2 separate regions of the Zea mays genome follow, and region 1 is linked to region 2. A link is a contact called in public Hi-C data. All regions are on one chromosome and are shown on one strand. Each heading gives the region's core, a stretch centred on a gene start, on an enhancer-like site or on the middle of the called end of the contact. The rest is flanking DNA. Distances are from core to core; before and after follow the strand shown.

What was found. A called contact is a pair of places that touch in the nucleus more often than the background predicts.
Region 1: a Hi-C map of ear shows a contact between it and region 2, with 5 times the contacts expected there. The contact joins the promoter of LOC100382225 here to the promoter of LOC103651602 in region 2. A contact is called at or near these places in 14 of 25 Hi-C or Micro-C datasets (bundle sheath, ear, endosperm and 4 more) and 1 of 3 datasets of contacts at active chromatin or transcription factors (leaf).

Annotation. Positions count from the first base shown.
Region 1 is chr3:230,737,017-230,742,694 of Zm-B73-REFERENCE-NAM-5.0, forward strand. It overlaps LOC100382225, which reads left to right and starts at 2,853. Exons shown (of 4, transcript NM_001174981.1): 1 at 2,853-3,022; 2 at 3,130-3,276; 3 at 3,390-3,483; 4 at 3,752-4,281. The coding sequence starts at 2,861. The coding sequence ends at 3,858.
Region 2 is chr3:230,573,024-230,579,170 of Zm-B73-REFERENCE-NAM-5.0, forward strand. It overlaps LOC103651602 (acyl-protein thioesterase 1 homolog 1), which reads left to right and starts at 2,480. Exons shown (of 9, transcript XM_008677267.4): 1 at 2,480-2,744; 2 at 2,860-2,971; 3 at 4,150-4,186; 4 at 4,285-4,354; 5 at 4,488-4,592; 6 at 4,695-4,845; 7 at 4,971-5,053; 8 at 5,171-5,264; 9 at 5,356-5,717. The coding sequence starts at 2,720. The coding sequence ends at 5,428.

The sequences.
Region 1 (5,678 bases), core at 1,603-4,102, 160 kb after region 2:
GGGTGTGAGGCAACCATGAGTATAGTTTTTAGATCTAGCGACAACGGAGAGATTTAGGGTTCACAAGAGCTTTTCGAGATGAAGTAGCAGTTGTAAGTATGCGCTGGAAGACAGATGGTCCGTGGAAGCCTAAGGGCCACAAGACGGTCCTATTTACAACCAACTATGGAAGATGAAGTATTGTAGATCCCTTTCTTGATAAGCCAATACAAGAAGTCGAAGCGACATGAATTCTTAAAATATTCCTAGTTAGAAAGGGTAAGGTTTGATTCGTTTGATCTTTGTTAAAATATTCCTAGTAGGGATTTCATTTGAGTTTTGTTTTTGTTGAGACCCTATTCCAAACCTTTAAAACTAATAGTTAGAAGCTAAGGTTAGTTGAGAGGTTTAGAATGAATCAGCTAATAGACCGGCTCTTAAGCACCATTCGTGGCACTAGGCACGGCCAGACAGTCCGGGTCGCGGATGGTCTGCCCCTAGGTGCGGACGGTCCGTGGTTAGATCATATCAGGCGTAGTTAACCCCTTTCCACGCTTGTTTATCCATCTAAACTCATAGATTCTATTGGGAAATACCTAGGAACGGGTCCAGACCTCCCTCTATATATATGAAGGAGTACGACTGATTGCGGACACCATCAACCGAACCAATCAAACCATTTATCAATTCCTTTACTTTCTTGCCCTAGGAGTAGCCAGTAACGTAGTCTTCTTCATCTCAATCTTCACCTCTCTATGACTTTACGTCATCTAGAGGTGTCTTAGGTGGCCTATCGATCACAAGACAAAACCTAGGATCTCTCCTCCCTGATGGGGTCCCACTTGGGGGCGAGATCTATGTGTCGTTGGCGAATGCCGCTAGCCCTGCGCACACGCGGACTATACGGCCACCAGGCGCTGACCGTCCGGCTCGGCGCAGGGAACCCCACTCCTGCTACCAGGTCATGGACCGTTTGGACCTAGGTCGCGGATCATCCGTGGCACCGCAGAGAGCCCGCCAAGCGGAACAACTCACAGTGATTGATGCCCAGATCGACGCGAACACCAACTAATTGTTATCTACTAGTAATGTGCCCGGCACCATTGTAGAGAAGAAGGCGGAAAAGAGGCACGTGCGGTGAGAGCGCGAGGGTGTAGGTTGATCCAAAGAACGTCGTCTGTTGGATGTGAGTAAGAGAAAGGGATGTGAGTAAGGGATGTGACTCCGCTTAGGCCTATCGATTGGAGCGGCCTTGCAGCTACCGGTAGCCCCCTCAAATAGTTCTGCACGAGTTCAATCTCGCAACCTATCGTATGTCTTCATACATCATCGGCCACCTACACCTGTGTTTTCCCAAACCCGTCACATGTTCTTTTCCCTACATCATAGGCCATGTGTGTGGTTTGCAACCTACTTCCATGACATTTTCATCGGTTTTTGTTTTCATCCATGGTATTGCAGTTGCCTTGAACTCGACGACTGTGAACAGGATCCTCCTGATGGGCAACTGAATCCCAAATAAGTGTGACAGATTGGTCGAGACAGCAAAACTGTTTATTTAGTTGTATATGCAAATATATTTGATATGATCAAAGTTTTTGCTGTCATCTTTTACCGACCAAGGCTGGATAGTTTCCTCCAAGGCTGGATAGTTTCCTTAATCACATGATTGTTTTCTCTCAAGATTTTCTCCACATTACAAACTTACTTTTTAATATATGATGATATCCGTATTTTCATGGTCTATGAAAAAAGGTATGCGAGTTACTTTTAGTTCAATGACGTAAAATTTGGATTATACATGATCTGAGTGTCCTCGGTGTTAGGGTTTGCAACTGCTCCTCTGCATCGTTGCAAACATATTTTATCTGATCAAAGTTTTTGCTACCATCTTTTACTGATCAAGGTTGATTAGTTTCTTTAATCATGTGATTGTTTTCTCTCAGTTTTCTTCACATTATATACTTCTAAACTTCATTCCTGTTAAAAATATATGCACAATGGAAGTTGTCTATAATAGTTTCCTTACTTTATGCTCATACCTTAATACCTTATCAAGCTGAGCTGCAATTGTATTTATTAAACCATGATACAATGTTACATCGACGCTGAGCTTAAGCATATGCTTTGTACAAACACTTGGATTTATATGCTGGTGCGGTGGTGCCTGTTCATCTTTGCCCCCAAACCATAAAATGCTTTGATTCATATTGATACAATGTTCACAAAAACGTTATATAAACCTCTGGTGCAATCATTTGAGTTGCTATCAAATTTGACACACATTAATTTAACTGTGCAAATATATCGTTGATGAGTCAGTTTCTAGTGATATTTTTAGAAACAGTGAAGTCGTGCACTGAAAATAACCTCCTAACAAATACGAGTATGTATGGGGTGTTTGGTTACCCAAGCTAAATTTAAGGTCATGTTATATAAAATATTTAAATGATAACTATAGATATTAAATAGTCTAGTTATAAAACTAATTATACAGATAAAGACTAAAAGATTAGACGAATTTATTAAACTTAATTAAGTCTATTATATTTCATACTCCTAATTAATATGCAATGTTTGATGTGCCATAAACTAAACTTTAGTTAGAAGAATGAGATTCAGGATTGGAGTAGATAGATTCTCCCAAAGCAGCCTTTATTGCGAAGATAGGCTAAAAAATAAGACGAATTTATTAAATTTAATTAAGTGTATATTTTATACTATTAATTGATATTAAAATGTTTGATGCGACAATAACTAAACTTTAATCTGGGACATGAGGAGATGATTCTCCCAAAGCAGCCCTTATCGGAAAGATTTCCACTGGGCCGTCTAGATAACAAGCGGCCCCACCACACCGCTGCAGTCGCCGTGCTCGCGCATGGAGCTTGGAGGCGGAGGGCGAGGCGGCGGCGACCGGGTCCGGCGGCAGTTGCAGTCGGTGGGGCGGCTGGCAGCGTATCTCGGCGGCGGTTTCCTCCTCCTCTCCGCCACCTCTTCCGTCGCCGTCCGCGCCCTCCGCGCCATCTCCGACGCCAACCAGGTGCGCGCTCGCCCCGTTTCTCCACCCTCCGCAGCGCCCACCATTTCGGTTTTTGGTGCCGTCCTTCCCCGCGACTGACTCTAGTAGTGGCCTACGCCTCGTCAGAGGAAGTTCGCGAAGCCGTGCGGTGCCTGCGAGGGGAAGGGCAGCTACTCGTGCAGGCTCTGCAGGGGCAGCGCCACCATCGAGTGGTCTCCGATGCACGACCCGGTGTTCGTGAATCCGTGCCTCTGCCCTACCTGCGATGGGACTCGGTTAGCCACCCCCCACATGGCTCTTCTATTTCCCGTTCTGCCGCTGCTGGGTTGCTGTGATTATGAATTTATGATATGGAAGCTTGCTGAATTATTTTTTCTTTTTTTATCAGGGTGCAGCGCTGCTTGAACTGCCTGGGAAATGGTTACGCTTGAAGAAGCGATGTCAGTTTTCATTATCGATGATAGATGGTTGTTGGGGAGTTGGTAAGGAAACAATTGGAAATTTACTGATGAATTCGTTGCCTTGTGTGATTATAATTGCTGTGAGTCTATGATTTTTGGGTCTGTTTATGTCGTTCTGTGACTATGAATTGTGGGCATGATGCTAAATTTACAAATCTCTCGTTGAAGAGTCACAGTTGGAACTTTAGCCATTAGTACAGGGAAAGTAAAGCTGTTCTTTCTTGCTGTTGCTTAGTGTACCTGACGGATTGTTAAAACTGAATAGTTTTTGTTGGGAATTTCTGTGAAGGGAAGAGAGTGTGGAATCAACTCAAGCTGAAAGGTTTCTGTTGGGATTTTGTGTCAAGGCAAAAGATTGCCGTTTCAACTCAACTCAAAATGAGAGATAACGGGTGAAATGGAAGTGATATGCTTCCATGTATCCCCTTATGTGCAAGAGTCCAGAAGTACAATTTCTATTTGTCAGGGGAAGCTGTACTCCTATAGATGGTTGTTATGAAGCTCATCGTGGGCCATGCGTACATGCCAAGATCATGGTGTCAAGCCGTTGGATGATTTCTCCTATATGTTAGTTTACGAAATAGTTGATTGCATCTTTGTAGTATGTATCTTCTTGGCTGTGTTTATTCTAACCACATAACAATGGTTTGTTTTGCTTCAACTGAAACCGAAGACCTGTCGGGAAATGAGAGATGCAGGTCAATTAATCCGATTCTGATGTCTGTATCCTTAATGACCTCTCATGTTGAAGGAAAACGAAAGATGCGGGGCTGTACAACTATTAACACTGACAGCAACATTATGTCTTGTTTTCAGACTTCTTACAAGTTGTACAGGCAAGTATTCGTCGTCGTTGTGCAAGAATAGTCTGAAGGGTGATGTCTAGTGCCCACAGAGAGAATTTAATAGAGCCATTCCATCTGAAAGATGTCCAGATATGTGGCGGGATGCCCTGTGAATGATGTCAGTGTTCTTTCATCTGACGAACATCACTTGCATTTATGTTTTGGCCCTTTTTTTCTGAGGGTGGATTTGTTTACGCAACACAAACAAAAAAAAAATATACCATTGTGTGCACTCGCAATCAAATTCTGGTAAAAATGCTCGAATTCCTCAGCATCAAGGAGATTCAGAGGTTGTTGGTCCTATAGTGCAGGTATTGCATGCAGTTGACCTGCATGCCAATCAGTGACGTCCAGAAACTATGGATCAGATTGTCCTCCATCGTAACCACCATTTTTTTTTGTTTGCGATTTTCTTCAACTTGGGCCTTCCAATGATGTCTGAAAACGAGTTACAGGAAATCTGTTGGTCAGCTGTTCTTGGTATCTGCCACTTGTGTACTGTTGAAGGTGAAAATATCTTCCGCCCTGAAGCATCGCGTGTTCCCCGTGACGATTCAAAATTTAGAATTGCAGCCAGAAGGATCCCACCCAAATATGCAGTGTGTGCAGCATATCTGGAGCAAAAGGATTGCAATGTGGTTTGCTGTTAGAATCTGAGATACATGTGCTTTGCAGTTGCAGAAAGCTATTGTTTTATTCTTTGTGCTTATTATGGCCGCCTATTTGCCCCCCGTGAAGTGTGAACCCAATGGGCTCAAGATTCTCAGGAACATCGGTTGGTACCTGTTGAAAAAAAATAGGGGGCAGGTGTTTGTGTATCCACCTTAAATTCACGTGTGCTGAATTTAACACCAAATTAATTCCGTTTAACGCACATAGATGCATCGAGATCAATAAATGAGCATCTAAATAAGTACTCCACTATTATAAGTCATCAACGAGGGCTGAAGCGAAGCCCTGGACACTGACTGACTGACTGTAGCGTTCATCTATGGGTTTTGATTTTGAACAGCAATCGTCCTTCCCGTCCCGGGCCCATCTTGGATTTATAGACAGGAGGAATCGTTGAGTTGGGTGGGCGGCGGAATCGCACTCCGGCCGGCATATATCATCTGCTTGTGCTTGTGCCGCGCGTGGTCAACCCTGCGCCGTGGAAGATGGATGGCTATCCTATCCTATCCTTCCCCACGCGAGAGTGTCGAAGACCAACTCTGGCGAAGCGGGAACGGGAGTCCCCGTTTAATAGTAGTAGTAAATTATAGCATATACCTTATCCAATTCCGACTTTTAAGTGTTATTAAATATTAATATGAGCCAAGTCTATAAAAATATTACATATGTGCGTTTGTGTCGGCGTTTCGACCCCGGGGG
Region 2 (6,147 bases), core at 1,230-3,729:
TCTATTTCAAACTATATTTTATAAACGGTGCAAAAAGATATTTTACACCATCTGCTAGAGACCGTCTAAGGCTAGCTCCAGCAAGGGCCTCCTAAAGGGTCATCTATCCTAAATATAGATATAGACGATCAAATGGTTATCTACGCTCTCTAGAAGCGTTCTCTAAACGGCCCTCTAAATTTAGATGACGCTACTGGATTCTCTCTTTATATAGTTTCTCTAAACGGCCATCTATCCATTTGAATACTTTAAATAACCGATTTAGAAAAACTAAAATATGTACAATATTTTAAAGAGTATGACAAATACGTACGTACAAAAATAAAAACAAAGAATGTCTCTAATATAGGCATTTGAGTATAGATGACGTGATTTAGAGAACGTTGTTGAGAAGAATGAGATATAGAGGATTGAATCTTTTAGAAAAAAAACTATAAAAGACGGATATAGAGGATGAATATAGATGACGTTGTTGGAGACAGCCTAATTAGGACAAGACAGGAGGGTGAAACACACAAACCTGTTGCGAACTTTCCAGAGAGAAAAAAAAAGAACAAAAAAAAAATTCTGCCTTTTCCTGCTAAATAAATATACTCTTGTCCATAAGAACTTCCTCACCGCCCAGACAGCGAGTCACTCACCGCCTTTTTTATTTTATTTCCATGTCGCTTACGTCATTGCATATGGAATTAATAGGAAGATCGATCGATATGATGTATAACAACTATAGTTATATATATGCTTATTCCTTGTCAATTCGGCTACCAAGGTTATATATATATATATATACAGATTATTCAGGAATTGTGCCGGATCAGTGTGGGCATTAGTTCCTGATCAAGATCAAAGAGGGGGAGAAGGAATTGGGTGGTTATAGCTAGGCAAGGCTCAAAACAAAGTAATGCCTTTTTTTATATATCTCCGGCCGGGGGTTCTCCCTCCACTGCCGTGGGCTGCATCGATTCGAATTCCCTCCTCCTCCGGCCATCACACCCGCCCTTGCGGTCGCCCAACACGATCGAATGCCTCCACCACATAGCCTTGCTAGGAATTGGCGAACTGCATGTGTCCGTGTGTGTGTGATAATGATGCCGTGCGCTCCACACCTTGCCGCTCCTTGTCTCACACCGTCGTCACACGCACTCACGCTATGCCTTCCCTGCAATCGATCAGTAAGATCATGTTCATGGTCGTGTAAAACATCGTTTTTGTACCATGAAAACCTTATATTCAAGTTCCATTTAGAAAAAAAGTTCATAAAAAAACCAAATTTGAGGCACATGCATATATATATGCACTAGCCACTCGAAGACAAATTCCTTATCCTAGTGTGCAACAGAAATTTGTTATTTTCTCATATGTTTTCTTTTACAAAATGCGTTTCCCTGTCAACTTTTATGATTATATAACACACACACGCACACCTAAAGATATATGTATTATAGATGTGCATCGTTTCAGAAAATTTAAGATTTTCTAAGTATATTTTTAAGGGTGGCTTTCACGATGCCATCCAAGATAAGTGCACCTACCTCGATGTAACCAAGGAAATGGGACTATCTATTTATCTGCTGACAAATTAGTAAATTACCATGCATAAAAACATGTTACTCCCTCCACACTTCTAGAGTTTTTTTATGCATAAAACATGTTAAAAATTATCTCGAGATAAATGCACCTCTAGTTTTTTTAATACCATTTCTACCTACTCTCTTTCTAAAATACAATGATTACTTCTTTACAAGGGCATATATAATATGATTTCTTACTTACATCAATATTTCCCACCGAAATTCTGAACACATATTTATTTCTGGAACAGGAGTACGACTTTCGTAACTGTCGAATTACGCGTCGTCCTTCCATATGATATATAGAAAAAGGTGGGGCCTGATTTTCTATAACAGTTTCCTTATGTGCGTAGACAAGTTATTTTAATTTCTGCTGTCGATTTTGTTCATGGACTAAATCAATTTATTTTACTGAAGTAATATTTCTTGCTAATTCCTTTTGTTTCTCTACCTAAATCAATTTATTTCACTGCAAGAATATATATTTTTTATTGGGCTAGGTGCCTAGCTAGGCCACGGTATGGTACTGCAAATCTGAAGTCAGCACAGCACAGCACAGGAAGCAAGGGGGCGCTGCGCGCATGCAACTGCTGCTGCTACTAGGTGAGTGAGTCGTGAGATTCTTCTTCCCTCCTCATCTCAACTCAACCCAAAAAAAAAAGGATCCAGCCTTTTTATCCTGCTCTCCTAGCGCTAGCGGCCGAGGCTAGCTTTAGGCAGTTTCATTCCCTTATGCAGTAGGCCGCCTTAGGCCTTAGCTGTAACAAACTGTGAGTAGCAATCCCCCGGCCGGATTCGCTTCGCACGACGGCCGGCACGCATCAGCCTGACGATGAAGTGTCAGGCTGGGTGTTGGTGGTGGTGGTGCCGCCTGTTCCTCGCGCGGTCCCTGTCCCTGTCGAGCTCGCACTATAAATACAGGTCAATCGGGCCTGTGCACTTCGTACTTGCAACAGCAGCAACCACCAGCAGCAGCAGCAAGCCAAGCGATCCACAAGCTAGCTAGCTTTTCACTTGAGCGGGCCTCGCCTCGCTCGTCTTAGGTTGTACTCGCACTTGCAGCTAGCGTTCCAGTGGTGGTGGTGGTGGTGGTGCTCGATTGATATCTCGCTAGGCGACCGGCGGCGGCGGCGGAGACCGACGACAGCATGAGCTATGGGGGCAGCTCTTCTGGTCTGTGTGCCGCGTTCTTGCGTGCTCTTCCGATCCTAGCTAGCTTCAGCCTCTCTCTCTCTGGCTATTACTAACCTAGGCCGGCCGCGCGCGCCATGGATGGATGTGGGTGCAGGCGGGCGAGGTGGGCGGCGTGTGGAGTACGGGCGGACGTACGTGGTGAGGCCCAAGGGGAGGCACCAGGCCACCATTGTGTGGCTCCATGGCATCGGCGACAATGGCGGCAGGTATATAGATGTAAAACCATGCATGCATGCTGCTTGTTGTCTAGTAGTCATTTGTGCTGCTCGATCACTGCTGTTATTTACCTGCCCTCTGGTGATAGTAACAATTATAGTTAGTTTGGAAGCCCTTACAGTTAGTTTGGAATGAAGTTCCAAAACCAGAAAGAATTAGAGGGGCTAAAATAATCTCTTTGAGTGGATTTTAGCCTCTCAAATTACCTTGGATTTTGTGGCTCTCGAACTAGACTAAGGTGGCAGGCTGGCAAGTGCCGCTAGCTGATGTGCGCTACTGTTTCTCGAAAAGAAAGCACTTCATGGGTTCCATGTCCCCATACATAGGATGATGAGTACGTAGGACAGGAACCTTGTTCATTTCTCGAGACATTAGCTAGTGTTCATACACATTTTCTTCCTGAAACGAAAAAGAATACTCCGCCACGCGCTAGCTGGAAAGGTCGTCAAATTGAAGCCTCATTGATTATTCGTCTTCTTGTTTTTTTTTTTTTGATGCATGGAGGGCGATATATGTGTATATACAGATTAAAATATTCCTACAAATGTGGCCAGCTAATAAGGTTCTGTCTGCCAACCAGAATGCATCGAGCACCTAGCTAAGTGTTTTTTTTTTTAAAAAAAAAACTGTGATTCATGTGGCACTAAATTAATTATTATTACCAATTTCCTGGCGTCTTGTCGCCCTGCGCTCTCGCTCGCTCGCCTCTGGGTTTCGGGAGCAAAAGGAATATGCCTGGCATGGTGTTTTCGCTTTACTTCCCCCTCGATATATAAATATTTCTGTCACGGTGGTTCTTTAATTCTCCACTTGTTCAAATCGATACCGACTAATATTAATATGTATAGACGGCGTGCTTATTTGTAGTGAGTAAGAATACTATTTCCATTGCCTGGTAATGTTAGGCCGGCTAGCTAGCTACTATTCCCTCCATCCTTCTTTATTTATCGTGTTTTAGTTCAAAAGTAAACTGGTGAGCGACAAATTTTCAAAACGGAGGTAGTATATAAGATCCATCCAATAAAAAACTGTCATTTCAGACACACAGGCTACGACAGGTAGAATATCAGCACCAGTTCATCACTTGTTGCTATACTAGCTTCAGACACTGGCCTAATCTATGCTAGCTCCTTATCGTTTTCTTTTTCTTTTTCCTTCCCGTTTGCAGCTGGTCCCAGCTCCTGGATTCTCTTCCACTGCCCAATGTAAGAAAAAAAACCATGCTACACTTTCACTTTTGCCCTACTGCCCAATGTAAGAAAAATCATTCTAATCAAAACCCACATCTCATATCCTTGTGCAGGTCAAATGGATTTGCCCTACTGCACCAACGCGGCCTGTCGCGGCTTTCGGTGGATTCCCTTGCACTGCATGTGGGTTTCTCTCTCAAACTCAAGAGCCTGCAGTAAACTTGGCTTTCCGATCCCTGACCGAGCTAGACCGTGCTCTGTTTCTGTTTCTGTTTCTGTTTCTGTTTCTTCTTCTCTGGAACTGCACGGAGAACAGGGTTCGATGTGGACGAGACTTCACTGGACGGCCACGCTGACATCGAAGGCATGGACGCTTCAGCCGCGCATGTGGCGAACCTGCTGTCCTCCGAGCCATCTGATGGTACGTACCGTACGTACTAGCTAACTCTGAACAGGATTGCAATAGAACAACTAACTGTTAACGCTGACTGACTGACGAGAAAATATTGCAATGCAATGCCAGTGAGCCTTGGGATAGGAGGGTTCAGCATGGGCGCTGCCGCTGCGCTCCACTCCGCCGCGTGCTACGCTCACGGCAGATTCACCAACGGTGTCGCCTATCCGATCAACCTCAGGGTCGTCGTCGGTTTGAGTGGCTGGCTTCCTAGCTCCAGGTATGGTATAATAAATAATCCGGAAGAGAGAGAGAAAAAAAACAAAATATGCATGGTTATGGTTATGTTAATACGTCTCCTTAAAACGCATCCTGAATCGGCTGACTCTTGTTCGAGATCATCAGGACCCTAAGGAGCAAGATCGAGAGCTCGCAGCTCGCGCTTCGAAAAGCTTCCGGCTTGCCAATCCTGCTCAGCCATGGAATGGGTCAGCACACAGCATAGCATCCACCGACGCGTGTGTTCGGATTTGTTGATTCATCTGCTGCAAGCTATGAATGAAAGATCTAAAGCAAAACATGGTTTGTTTTCTTTTTATTTGCAGCCGATGAGGTTGTCACCTACAGGAACGGCGAGAGGTCAGCTGAGATTCTACGGAGCTCGGGATTCCAGTACACCTACTTCAAACCCTACAACGGGTACTGATGCTATCCAGATCTCTCATGGACGTCAGTTTTTTCTCCCCCCCAGAGGTTAAGGAGTCACAAAATGCTCTTTTTTTTTATGCAGGCTTGGTCACTACACTATCCCTGAAGAGATGGACGACGTCAGCAAGTGGCTGAGGTCAACGCTGGGACTCTGAGCGGCCTATCTCGTGGCTAATCTCAAAGTCAAATACGTTGGCATACATAGAGAAAGAGAGAGAGAGGTATTGACAATATGCAGAGGGTTTGATAGGCTATGTGATTTGTGAGTTGACTGTCATGGCTTGGTAGGCTGTAACTCCACGCGCTTAATTTCTCTCACTGATACATATACATACCATGTTAGTTTACCGGTAATGTACCCTGTTACTACCACTAAAGAGGATGCCTGTAATGCAGTATTTGTATTGCTCGGTTTTTAAATACATATGAGTTTTTGCAACATAACATATATCTCCACAACCATTAAGGGACAAGATCAGAGTTTGCAGCTTCGATGTTATAGTATTACAGCGTTTACAGTGAGCAAAGAGCCAACAAATAGAGCGATCCTCAAAAGTTGCAATTGGTGATACTGGCATGGCACCTAATGTGCATCAGTTCATCGTTTGCTATCCATTTGACGTCGGTCTTTGTGCTATTCCAATGAAATATACTGTCGCAGGAACAACTAGGATCTATGAACATATCACCAGGAAAACTAGTTGTTGATGCTAGCGCACCCTGGTTCCACTCACAGGGAGCGAGGACTTGACGTACTCTCTGCGTGAGCGCGGATCGTCCACGACATACGCAGAGAGCTTCACTCTTCTTTACAGGGCGGCGAATAGTCCACTCAGGACATCCGGATTGCCCGCACGTGCATAGAGTTTTCTCG